Regions from separate parts of the Callithrix jacchus genome. Here region 1 is linked to region 2. A link is a contact called in public Hi-C data. All regions are on one chromosome and are shown on one strand. The core of a region is the stretch at or near the end of the contact, and the rest is flanking DNA. Distances in the headings are between cores, read along the strand shown.

The links. Hi-C and Micro-C count contacts between places; a contact is called where the count stands out from the background.
Region 1: a contact with region 2 is called in a Hi-C map of skeletal muscle, with 6 times the contacts expected there. The contact joins two enhancer-like sites. A contact is called at or near these places in 3 of 3 Hi-C or Micro-C datasets (induced pluripotent stem cells and skeletal muscle).

Annotation. Positions count from the first base shown.
Region 1 is chr5:65,444,563-65,451,317 of calJac240_pri, forward strand. All of the region lies in intron 3 of RAP1GAP2 (RAP1 GTPase activating protein 2), which reads right to left. Among named protein-coding and RNA genes, the nearest start is that of RAP1GAP2, 53 kb to the right of the region's middle. Within about 2 kb of position 3,494, at least 3 of the 16 cell types and tissues checked have an H3K27ac peak or open chromatin away from gene starts, as enhancers often do.
Region 2 is chr5:65,290,179-65,296,517 of calJac240_pri, forward strand. It overlaps RAP1GAP2 (RAP1 GTPase activating protein 2), which reads right to left. Exons shown (of 25, transcript XR_013535393.1): 15 at 1,478-1,549; 16 at 888-974. Among named protein-coding and RNA genes, the nearest start is that of RAP1GAP2, 210 kb to the right of the region's middle. Within about 2 kb of position 2,478, at least 13 of the 16 cell types and tissues checked have an H3K27ac peak or open chromatin away from gene starts, as enhancers often do.

The sequences.
Region 1 (6,755 bases), core at 2,244-4,743, 160 kb after region 2:
CTCGGGCCCGGGTCCCGGGGTCGGGGCGGGTGTGGAGGAGGCAGAATTCTGCCCCCCCACCCCCGCCTCTCCCCGTGGTCCGGGCAAGGATGGCAGGGCAGGGGCGCAGGGGCGCAGGGGCTCAGGGGCGGGCTGGGGTCGGCTCCCCGAGGACACCGGCTCTCCCGGCCCTGGGAGTTTGACTCCACACAGGGTCAAGGACCAACTTCACGGCGACCCCACTTCCTCCAGGCAGGCCAGGCTGCCCCCACTGTACCCTCCCCGCCCCCCGGCCCTGGCCTCTACGCATTCACCAGCCTCATCTCCTTAGGGAAGGAAAGACGCAGGGTCGCTCCAGGTCCCGGGGAAAGGGCTAGGGCCTGGGCCCTACCCTCGGCGCGGGACCTCGCTCACAAGCCCCTCATCCACTTCCACGTGCTGTCCAGCCTTCCAGCCACTTCCCACCCCCGTAGCATCACTCACCGCTTTGACCCTAGGGAAAGAGGCGGCGGGCAAGGGGTTGGAGGGAATTTAAACAAGCCAATTTAGTCCATCTTTGGAAACAGCCCTGTAGGGGGGCCAAAGAGGTCCTCCGAGGCAATTTGCCTTGTATTTTTTACAGTCTGGCATTCAAGCACAGAAAATCCAGGCTAGAAGGGGACCATGCTGGGTGGAGAGGGGAGAGGGGCTGCAAACAAATTCAAGGCCCGGAGGCGTCTGCCCTGCTTACTGCTGGCACTGGAGTTGGCGGGGGGAGGGAAGGGAGCCCCAGGGTGGTACTAAAATCCACCTGGTCTATTCATGAAGAGGCTATTACCACTGGCCTTGCCTCCCTCCCACCCTCTCCCTGCCGGTGTTGTGGGGGATCAGAGATATAGATAGCCATGGACATCTTTTTATAGCTAAAGATTGGAATAACCCGGGGCCCACTCCTGGGATTGCCGGTTAGGCGGGCTGCAAGTACTATCCCAGTAGTGACTTAAGAATCGGTCTAGAAGCCGGGTGCAGTGACTCACTGTAATCCCAGCACTTTGGGAGGCGGAGGCAGGTGGATCACGAGGCCAGGAGTTCAAGACCCAGCCTGGCCAAGATGGCAAAACCCCAGCTCTACTCAAAATACAAAAATTAGCTGGGCGTGGTGACTGGCGCCTGTCACCAGAGGCGCCTGCTACTTGGGAGGCTGAGGCAGGAGAATCGCTTGAACCCGGGAGCGGGGGCAGAGGTTTCAGTGAGCCAAGATCACACCACTGCACTCCAACCTGGGCGATAGAGTGAGGCTCCATCTAAAAAAAAAAAAAAAAAAAAAAGAATTGGTCTGGAAAAAGAATAAATGAGTGTCCTTGGTGGAGAAGAGGGAAGAGCAGCAGCACAGCCCAGAGCTTCTCCTCCAGCTCTCCTGCCTCGCTGTAGCACACAGCACCCAAGTACCCACAGGGTAGCTGATGGACTGCTTCTGCTAAATGGCAGAGACAGTGATGAGGGTGCTGGCCTTAGGTCTGTCCTAGCATGGGGTGTATTTTATCCACACACAGAAGGCTGCATCTCAGCAGAAGGCTGGACCCTCCTTCCCAGCAGGTGCGAGTGTGGGAGCTAGTTCAAGTCAAGTGCTAGTTAAGGTCACGTGGGTAACAGGAGGGCTCACACCTGTAATCCCAGCATTTGGGAAGGCCGAGGCAGGTGGATCACTTGAGTTGGGACCAGAAGTTCTAGACCAGCCTGGGCAACATAGTGAGACCACATCTCTTCAAACAACAACAGGGAATTGGGATGATGAAGGTACCAAATCCACCCAGCAAGTTCTATTATTCTTTCTCTTATTCTGGAGTTCCCAGCCCTCTCAGTCCCTCCACAACCCCAATGTGGCTGCAAACACAAGGCTGTCCCCAAAAAACCATAACCTCTCAGACCCTGACTCCTGAGTCTCTAAGAGGTAGAATGTTCCTGGTGGCGAGATTCCATCCTTCTGCACCTGCCCTACAAACTTGCCACCTCCAGGGCATAGACAGCAGTTCCCTCCTTAACTCCCACTCCAGCCCCGACAGCCATCACACCCACACCCCGCACCCCACAGAGGGAACCCCAAAGCACGAGAAGACCCATCAATAAAAGACAGTGGAACCACCATCAATGCTAGGCCTACCTGTTCCACCAGCATTTATGAAACACGCACAGTATGTCCAGCTTTATGCGAGCGACCAGGGCAAGGGAAAAAAATGGAAAACCATCCCTGCCCAAAACTAACGGGGTTAACACACAGCAAACCACAAAACAAGGCCATTTCCGGCCACTGTGTGCAGTGAGCCCAGCCAAAGGTCTCCACAGCTGGGCCATTCACCACCACCTCCACGGTTCTTTGTCTTAACATCATGCTGCTCTGCTGTTCATTATTTTGTTTTAATTACATCAACTTACCTTTTCACTTAATTTTAATTATTTATTTATTTTATTTTTATTTATTTATTATTTCTTGAGACGGAGTTTCGCTCTTTTCACCCAGGCTGGAGTGCAATGGCACCCCGCAACCTCCGCCTCCTGGGTTCAGGCAATTCTCCTGCCTCAGCCTCCTGAGTAGCTGGGATTACAGGCACGTGCCACCGTGCTGAGCTAATTTTTTGTATTTTTAGTAGAGACGGGGTTTCACCATGTTGACCAGAATGGTCTCGATCTCTTGACCTCGTGATCCACCCGCCTTGGCCTCCCAAAGTGCTGGGATTACAGGCTTGAGCCACCGTGCCCGGCCTATTTATTTATTTTTTGAGATGTTGTTTTGCTCTGTCGCCCAGGCTGGAGTGCAGTGGTGTGGTCTCAGCTCACTGCAACCTCCACCTCCTGGGTTCAAGCAATTCTCCTGCTTCAGCCTCCCAAGTAGCTGGGATTACAGGTATTCGCCACCACACCCGGCTAATTTTTGTATTTTCAGTAGAGATGGGGTTTCTCCATGTTGGCCGGGCTGGTCTCAAACTCCTGACCTCAGGTGATCCACCTGCCTCAACCTCCCGAAGTGCTGGGTTTACAGATGTGAGCCACCGAGGCCGGCCTTTACTTAATTTTACAAGAAAACGTTATTGAACCCTGAATGAAAATCCGTTCTCACTTGCCATTTCTACCATGAAAACAAATATAAATTTATCAAATTTTACCTCAATACTGTTGCCTGACAAAAGCTCTAAGCTTGAAGCACCTTCCTTAAAAAAGCAGGCGGTGTTAGGTGCTAGTGACACATCTGCACCAAACCATTTTTTTCCTTGAAAAAAAAATCCCAGTTCAAAAGAGAACGGACAGGGAAGAATTTTCACATTACCGTGCTCTAAGGCCACATTCATGAGGCACTTTGGGGTGAGCTAAGAAAAACACATGCAGACTACGGGAAGTGAGGACCGCAGCAGTCAGTGAAAGGGTCTCCCTCCAGGTCCCAGCTCACAGGATCTCCGTGGCCTGTTCCAGCCTCCAGAGCCCATAGTCGTCCCAGAGCCAGGCAGCTGCCAACCCAGGTCTCTCCCAGTCCCGGGAACTAGAAAGGCTGAGGGGGCCTGGGTGGGAATCAGGCCTGGGGCGGGAGACAGGGAAGTTAATCATGAACAGAGAGCAGACAGCTGCACAGCCCGTTCCTAAGGGGCCAGTGGGTTGAGGCAGACAGACACGCATGCCTGGCCCTGAAGAAAAGGGCCTTTTGTGCCTGGGAACCAGCTCCAGGAGACATGTCCATAAGAAAGCAGGAATCAGCCCCAGGCCTGTGCCCCGATCAGAGAGCCAGCCTGCAGCAGACTCCACCTCCTCGCCCTGCCCAGCCTCCAACTCCCAGCACCCCACTGCTCAGCAGAATGACTGCCACCTCTCAGGGCTGCGGTTGGGGGTGAGTGGGGGCAAGAGGAGCTATGGAGCAAGGAGGCTGGGGCCTTTGATGAAAACCAGGTGTCTTCAGACACCTTGCCCTTCCCCTTTACAGGCAGGTCCCAGCCATTCATTCCATGGACAACACAATCTTTGGAGCAACAAAAGGGTTATAAACAGAGCGCTGAAAAGGACAGGCCAGCACCCCCGCTCTCTTCTTCCCTTGAGGGTATACAAATACACACACCTGCAAGGGCATAATCATTCAGAAGCCCCCTAGCACACAGCTGAACACTCACACCTGTACTGGTAGGAAACCTCCACTCTTGGCGGGTGCATCAGCGCCCCCTGCTGAGCTACAACACAGTTGCATCTCTAGGATGCCCCCTCAGGAGGAAGACAGAGTGGGAGGATGGAGGCTGGAAGACAGTGGGGGAAGGGAAATACTGAAATCATTTGCAGTTTCTATTTTGAAAAGAGAAAGATGGGCTGGGCACGATGGCTCACGCCAGTAATCCCAGCATTTTGGGAAGCCAAGGTGGGTGGATCACATGAGGTCAGGAGTTCAAGACCAGCCTGGCCAACGTGAAACCCCAGCTCTATAAAAATACAAAAGTTAGCCGGGCTTGGTGGTGGGTGCCTGCAATCCCAGCTACTCAGGAGGCTGAGGCAGGAGAACTGCTTGAGCCCAGGAGGCTGGGTTTGCAGTGAGCCAAGATCATGCCACTGCACTCCAGCCTGGGCAACAAAGCAAGACTTTGTCTCATAAATAAATAACCAATTCAAAAAGAAAGAGTGCCAGGCGCGGTGGCTCAAGCCTGTAATCCCAGCACTTTGGGAGGCCGAGGCGGGTGGATCACGAGGTCAAAAGAGCGAGACCATCCTGGTCAACATGGTGAAACCCCGTCTCTACTAAAAATACAAAAAATTAGCTGGGCATGGTGGCGCGTGCCTGTAATCCCAGCTACTCAGGAGGCTGAGGCAGGAGAACTGCCTGAACCCAGGAGGCGGAGGTTGCGGTGGGCCGGGATCGTGCCATTGCACTCCAGCCTGGGTAACAAGAGCGAAACTCCATCTCAAAAAAAAAAAAAAAAGAAGGAAAGAAAGAAAGAAAGAAAGAGAAGAGAGAGACACAGGAAGAAGAATCTTTGCCAACATACTGCCTCTCTTCCCCACTTCTAAAATCCCCTCCCAGAGCCCACAACTAGCCCCAAGAGCTCCATCCCACCACAATAGGGTCCCAGGCATGGCTGGGAGGCCTCAAAGACAAGCCTGGGAAACCTCAGTTCAGCCAACTTTCCTGGGGCCACAGACATCATATTAAGCAGAGGATCTAAACTGGCTCAGGTTTTGGAAACAGTCTCCATGACTTGTGTGGCATTTCCGAGCTCCGAAGAAAGGAAACCACGCCGAGGAAATCCACAGATCCCACTCAGCCGTGGGCACTCAGCACTCCAGTACCCAGAGCCATGAAGGGGGAGCCTGCAGTGCACGATGTCAATCAGAACCCTGCTGACTTCCTGTTCAGGGATTATGGAGAGTGGGTAGAGGAAGAAAGAAGTTCTTCATATAGCCCTTGGGTTACTGAAGTTATTTAAAAAGACTTTCTTTTCTGAAGTTCATTTATGGATTTTTGAATTTTTGCTAAGCAGCATGACTACAATAATTTTTCCCACAGTGAAAACATTCAGAAGGATCCTTCTGTGTGTGAAATTTCTGATGAACATGAAGAGGTGTTATTTTGCATAGATGCTGCCTAGGAGTCAGTCCAGAAAATGAGGGGCTGATGAGGCCAAGGGCTGGGTGGCCAGCAGCACAATCCATTTCCAACCCAAGGTCCCTGGCCCCACCTCACCGATTACCAAACCTCCCCAGCTGCTGCTACTCCTGAAAGCACTTCCAACTCAAGGGTTTCTGGGGCCGAGCGGAAAAGCCGGGAGGGAAGCTGTCTTTCCATAATATTAGTAACATTGCTTAGCAACATCTTTCAAAGCGAGAACCAGCAGACTCTCCAAAACCCTATTCTGTGTGGCTCTACAGAGAACAAAGTGGTTTCTTATATACAGATTATTTATATACTATTTTATATATCCAGTAACGCTTTCTGTGCCTGGCTTCTCTGGGAGATGGTAAATTACAACTATGTGAGATTTCCAGAGCACTGGAGCTTTGGGAAGCAAAACTGTTGGTGTGCTTCCTTGCTAGCCTGCTGATACTGTCATGACCCTAGCTAGCAATGTCTCTCACACACCTTCCATGTTGCTGTCCTTTAAAGACAGGTTTGGTGGAATCTTTTCATGGTGACTCAGATCCTTGATTATCAATAGCAACTAGTGTAGTAAGCTAAAATGCAGTTAGAAACTGACAGACCATTGAGAGGAAATGTCCATTTGTCCCTATGCTTAATGGCCCCAAACAGCTGTAATGCAAAAACACTACAGTGAGGGAATAAAAACGCAGATGCTGCAGTCAGACAAACCTGGGTTAGAATCCCACCCCCAGCTTTGACTATCTCTGTGGCCTGGGAATAGGATCTAACCCCCTCGGAGTCTCAGTGTCTTCATCTGTAAAACGGGAATAACAATATTGCAATCCTATTAGCTGCTGCAAGGATTTGGTGAGCATGCGTGCTCTCCACAAAGACTGGCATGAACATGTTCACAGCAGTTTTATTCAAAATAGCCAAAGTTGGCCGGGCCTGTAATCCCAGCACTTTGGGAGGCCAGTGTGGGTGGATCATTTGAGATTAGGAGTTCAAGACCAGTCTGGCCAACATGGTGAAACACCATCTCTACTAAAAATACAAAAATTAGCCAGGTGTGGTGGCAGGCGCCTGTAATCCCAGCTACTTGGGAGACTGAGCCAGGCAAATCGCTTGAACCCAGGAGGCAGAGATTGTAGTGTGCCAAGATCGTATCACTGCATTGCAGCATGGGAGACAGAGC
Region 2 (6,339 bases), core at 1,228-3,727:
GGCAGAAGTAGTCACTATCTGAGCTGTGCTGACCTCCATCGCAGCCTAGCACTGGCACAGTGTGCTATAATTGTCTATTAGTAAAGACCCCCTCCCACCATCCTGTGAGCTCTAGAGGGACAGAAACTGTCTCACTCATTCCCATATCCTAGGAAACAGAACAGGGCCTGACATATAGTAGGAGCTTTAAAAATGACTGACTGGCTGGGTACGGTGGCTCACACCTATAATCCCAGCAAGGGAGGCTGAGGCAGGTGGATCACCTGAGATCAGGAATTCAAGACCAGCCGGGCCAACATGGAGAAACCCCATCTCTACTAACAATACAAAAATAAGGCCAGGCATGGTGGCTCACGCCTGTAATCCCAGCACTTTGGGAGGCTGAGGCAGGTGGACTGCCTGAGCTCAGGAGTTTGCGACCAGCCTGAGCAACATGGTGAAATCCTACTAAAACACCTCTACTAAAAATACAAAAAATTAGCCAGGCATGGCAGCATGCACCTGTAGTCCCAGCTAGTCTAAAGGCTGAGGCAAGAGAATTACTTGAACCCAGGAGGCGGAGGTTGCAGTGAGCCAAGACTGCACCACTGCACTCTAGCCTGGGCAACAGAGTGAGACTCTGTCTCCAAAAAAAAAAAAAAAAAAATACTATAAAAATTAGCCAGGCGTGATGGCGCACACCTATAATCCCAGCTACTCAGGAGGCTGAGGCAAATAATGGCTTGAACCCAGGAGGTGGAGGTTGCAGTGAGCCAAGTTCACGCCATTGCACTCGAGCCTGGCGACAGAGCAAGACTCTGTCTCAAAAAGAGGATGGAGGATCCCCGGATGAGGCTAACAGGAGGCCCAGCGGGCAGGAGGAGACCTTCCAGAACCCACAGTCTCACCTCCAGCTTTGCAAACTTGTCTGACTTGCAGCAGGCATTCTCGGCATTGGTGAGCTTGGTGAGAAGAAACTCCCTGAATTCTGCGCCCTGGAACAGACAAGACAGCCCTCAGGTCTCCCACTCTCGGCTGCTGCCAGATCTTCAGCCAAAGGGACAGGCAGGCGGAGCTGGGGGCGTGGGAAGAGCCCCGAAAGGTCCCTTCTGGTAGCCGGTCATTTCTAGCCCAGGCCAAGCCCGCTTGCTAATATGCCAACATGGAAACCCGTGTCCGTGGTCCTGGGAAGCCTCAGTGGCACCCCTGTGTCTGGAGATCATTCCTGCCCAAGGCTCCTGTGACCAGGGCTTGACATAAAAACCCTTCTTTTAGCAGAAAGGCAACCTCAGTGTCAAATAACCCAACCAGTGGTCCTATGCTGGGCCAGACTGGCAGCATGAAAGAGGTGGGGAGACCCCAAGAAAGGAGGGTCCTCCCAAACTTGCAAAAGGATCTCCCTGTTTCCAGCCTGACGTCGGCCCCATCCCAACCTGCCACTCAAGCCCTGGGACCTGGTGTTGCAGATGTGAGCGGAGCAGAAGGAAGAGCATCCTACCTTCTGGAAAACAGGGGGACTCGGCAGAGGTGGGCCAAAGGTGGGCACATCTTCCCGCGCAGTGACAGAGACCTGAATGAAACAGAGTCACGGCATGACCTGGAGGGAGGAGGTGAGTGCTGGCCCTAGGGAGCCACACTTCTCACAGCAAAGCCACTTACCTCCTTCTTCCTCCCCCTCCCAGAGTACAAAGAAAATTCTCCTGTGAGCATCTCCGGCTCAGGCCCCAGCCACTGTTCCTAGAAGGGGGCCGGACGGAGAGAAGTCACCTGCAGCCTCTCCTCTGCATTCCTAGAGGCCAGAAGCAGGTTTGGCCAGATGACTGGACAGGGCTAGGAGCCTAGTTACAATGCAGCGCAGGTACCCACAAGATGCTATCTCACAGCCTCGTTCCACCGCCATGCTAATCCTACTGAGAAGGCACAAGGAGAACTGCTGCTCCCTGATGAGGAAACAGACACCCAGAGATACACAGAGGTCTCCGTGTCACACAGGTGATTAGCCACAAGAGGAACAGAGCATCAGACCTCTCCCCACCCAGCTCTGGGGTTCTCTTCCCAAGCCTGACTCCTAAACTCAGCCATGAATCAGAATTGCTGCAGAATTGCTTCAAGTGTTTAAACAATAAATACTGGCTTCATGGGCTTCGTCCCAACCCTGCTGAATTGGAGGCAAAGCCCCCTAGAAGCTCTTGTGTAGCCCATGGACCCATGTTTGGGAGCCCTGGCCATACGCACAGCGTCAGCCAGTCTGGGGCCCAGACTAGGAATTGAAGGTGGGGTTCCCACCTCTGGCAGCCTGAGCGAGCCTAGATGTTGGAGTGACAGCTTCCAGGTTCTCTGGATGGGGGTCTCCCAGGTGGGGGACAGGCCCCAGCCTCCACCTTCCCTCTGCACAGCAGTGCCCTGATTTCACCTGTCCACAGCCCATGAGGCTGGGGAGCTCTTTGGAGACTGCCCTCCCTTCCCTGAGTGGCTGCTGACGTGAGCCCGGCCCTGGCATGCTGCCAGCCTCCCCGGCCTGTGAAGTAGGGCAGATGCAGAGTTTACCAGGCTAGGCAAGCAGGCAGCTGGGCACCAAGCCAAGGAAAGGCCCTGCCAGAGTCTGGAGCAGAAGAGAGCTGGTCAATACAGGCTTTTTCTTCCCGAGCTGGTTCCCTCTGACCATCCACCAGGCACTAGCCGCCCGAGTCAAGAACTCACTCCTGGAGCCAGAATCAGGGCTGGGGGTGTAGGGAGGCTATGAGGCTGCAGACTGCAGGCACCTGGGACAGAGGCCAAGGGGCAGGCCCAGCTCTCCCTTCCCACCCCTCCTCCTCTTTTCTTCTCCAGCCTTCATCAGAGTGGTCTGTGCTGACTGTTAAGTGGTTTCAGGCACACTCTCCAGCTAGACAGTCCCACAGCAGCAGCCCCGTGGGCCTCGCAGGGGACAGGGTCCTTTCTTGGGACCCTTCCCCTCCCACCCTCACTGTGCGCCTCTCCTGACCCCAGTTCCAACCAGGCAGCCCAACCTTCGTTGTTCCCTTCTCTTGGGACATCTGGGTCACTCAGCTGAAAGCAGAAGTTGCCTGAATACAACCCCACCTTCCTGCTTCTAATTTCAGTGCCGGCCTCTGGAGAGGGCTTGGAGGGAGGGAGGCAGATGTAGGGGACCCTAGGGAAGGGCCCTCACAGCTGAAAGGAGGAAGGAGCTTGGTATGAGTCATAAGGATGCACTGGGGACCTAAGAAAGCTGAAAACTTGACAAAGGCCCCAGGCCCAAGGGTGGCCTAGGAGCTGTGGTGGCGCACAGGGCCCTGTCCAAGCAGCAAACCAGTCATGACGGGGAATGGGGAGGGGCTACAGAGACAGGACCTTCCCTGGCATGAGATTCCTGAGGCCTTCGAGGACTTCAGGAGTGGGAGGCAGGACAGGGTGGAGAAGGGCAAGGGGGCAGTCCTAGTGATGGCTGAGCTGGACTTTCCTTCCATTCTCACAAACTCATTTCTGAAAAATAATCCAGTGCGATGCTTCTTGCACGCCTGAGTCCATGGAGCTAATTTCCCGCCTGCTCTGATGGCTCAATGACCAAGACCACAGGCAGACCCAGACAGGAACCTCAGCCCCATGGCCCCTGCCTCTGTAGCCTCAGGGCTTAAGTGAGTCCAGCTCTCAGCTTCTGTTTCCTCCTGATAAGGAGGGGTCCTGTCTCACCAGCGGCTTGTCAGGTTTCGAGACTGTGTCTAAGGACCCAGCACCGTGCCTGGCCTGAGCAAGCAGCTGGTGAGGGGTCACCACTGTCGCCCAGTGCCCTTTTGACTTCCCCGGCTGACCTGCGCCCAGTAAAGGGCTCCTGAAATGTGCAGACTACCCCCAAACCACCTGGCAACCCGCCACACACACTCCCAACCATCCCTCCTCCCTCCCGCAGGATGTCAGGGCGGGAAGCCGCAGGTTGTCTACTCCAACTTCCTCATTTCACACAGACAAAAATAGAGGCCAGAGAGGGAAGGAACTGCCACGAGGTCACACAGCAGAGGCAGAGCCAGGACCAGAACCCAAGACTCCCCAGCCCCTCCGGGGACAGAAAGGAGCCCTTCTTCACATACCCAGCCCCAGCCCTCTCTGACTCTTCTTTCTTCTGCTCACCCGCCCCAGTGGAGACCTCCTGGGGCATGCTCAGCCTTCTCTGCCCTAGCCCCTGAGCCTGCAGAGCTCAGCTGAGGTCCTGTTTCACTCAGGACCCCTGGGGATCTAACCAGGTCCTCCTCACAGTCTATTAATCACCTGGGGTGCTGCTGAGAGTGTGCATGGACAGTGCTTTGGGGAGTACCTTGGAGGGCTGGTCCCCCTCCCTGGCCCCATTCACACATCTTGCCTTCTAGCCTCAGTGTCTGCCTGGCAGGTGGTGCACAATCAAGGTCCCACAGCCTGCTCCTCCCAGGAGCCCTGCCTCTCTGCTTCTCATCCCGCCTCTGAGGACAATGCTATGCTTTGTGGCTTAGAAGAGTGGGTAAAGACAGCAGGTGCGATAATAGCTCACACCTATAATCCCAGCACTTTGGGAGAATGATGGGGGGAGATCATGAGGTCCGGAGTTCAAGACTGACCTGGACGACATGGTGAAACCCTGTCTCTACTAAAAATACAAAAATTGAGGCCACGCACGGTGGCTCATGACTGTAATCCCAGCACTTTGGGAGACTGAGGCGGGTGGATAATGAGGTCAGGAGTTCAAGGTCAGCCTGAACAACATGGTGAAACCCTGTCTCTACTAAAAATACAAAAATTAGCCAGGTGTGGTGGCGGGCACCTGTAATGCCACCTACTTGGGAGGCTGAGGCAGGAGAATTGCTTGAACTCAAGAGGCGGAGGTTGCAGTGAGCCGTAATCAGTCCACTGCATTCCAGTCTGGGTGACAGAGCAAGACTCCGTATTGGAAAAAAAAGAAGAATGGGTAAAGACTTCTAGCAGCAAAGCTGCAGGTGGAGTGGTGCTTTTTTGGATCTCCAAGTTTTCTCTGTATGGGTGTACCACTCGGCTAAGGTCTCAGGAAAGCGGAGAAGCCAGTTAGCTGAGACGCATTTCCTATTAGGAATGAGAAGCAAACGCTAAACATCTACAGGAGGCCTCATCCTGCCAGAGGGTTTGGGGCGCTCCTATCACACGGCTTCATCAGTAGTTCCTCCTCTTCTACTGTCTATTAAAAGAAACAGGTGACTAGCAGAGCTGCCCAGTGGCTGACCTGCACTCACTGGTTCTTGTGTCCCTTCTCCGGCATCAGGAAGGCCCTGAGGCTGATTCTGTTACCTCCATGAGCCCCACTTCAGCATGGTGCTTGGCACACAGTAGGCACTGAGTGAGTCAACGTGCTTCCACCAACACATGAATCAAGCAGTGAATGCCCATTTCACTCAAAGCAAGTGATCATTCAGCCTTCAAGAAATGGGCTGGCTGTGGTGGCTCGCACCTGTAATCCCAGCAGTTTGGGAGGCTGAGACGAGCAGATCAACTGAGAGCAGGAGTTCGAGACCAGCTTGGCCCATGTGGCGAAACCCTGTCTCTACTAAAAATACAAAAATTTAGCTGGGTGTGGTGGCACACACCTGTAAACCCAACTACTAGGGAGGCTGAGGCAGGAGAATCGCTTGAATCTGGGAGGCGGAGGTTGCAGTGAGCCGAGATCCCACCACTGCACTCCAGCCTGGGTGACAGAGTGAGACATCAACTCAAAAAAAAAAAAACAAAAAAAAGAAATGCCCACACCAGGTCTTCTCTGACTTCAGCTAAAATTGCTCAATGGCAGGGAAGCATAAGCCTGAGCATGAAGAAATCAGCCTCAACTGGAGGGAGGTGCTATTTGGTTTCTGCTGCGTGTTTCGTTTTTAGAGACAGAGTCTCACTAGGTTGCCCAGGCTGGTCTTGGACTTCTGGCATCAAACAATCCTCCTGCCTCTGCCTCCCAAGCTAGAGTTACAGGCGTACGCCACCGTGCCCAGCCTCTTTTTATTTTCTCTGACGATTCACATTTGGTTTTAAAAGCTGGCGTGAATTTTGCACTGACCTGAGTTGAAATGCTGTGGGGTCATGAACTCTGGGAATCAGTGTGGGCTGAAATTATTTTAAGGGAAACATCTTCAGGCCTCATGGTTTCCCACTGGCAATTGCAGGCTCATCTTTCCTCTCCCTTACAACAATGGTTCCTGATATTTTGCAGAGCAGGGAGCCCTTTGAGAATGTAAGGTATGGCCCCTCTTTTCAGAAATCCAAGGAAGGGTACAAATCCAGCATTTTGCACAGATCTGAAGGGGGGCGCAGATGCCTCACCCAAACCTTGAAAACCCTGCCTCAGTCTCTCTCCCTTGAGTCCTGTGCCCACCACAG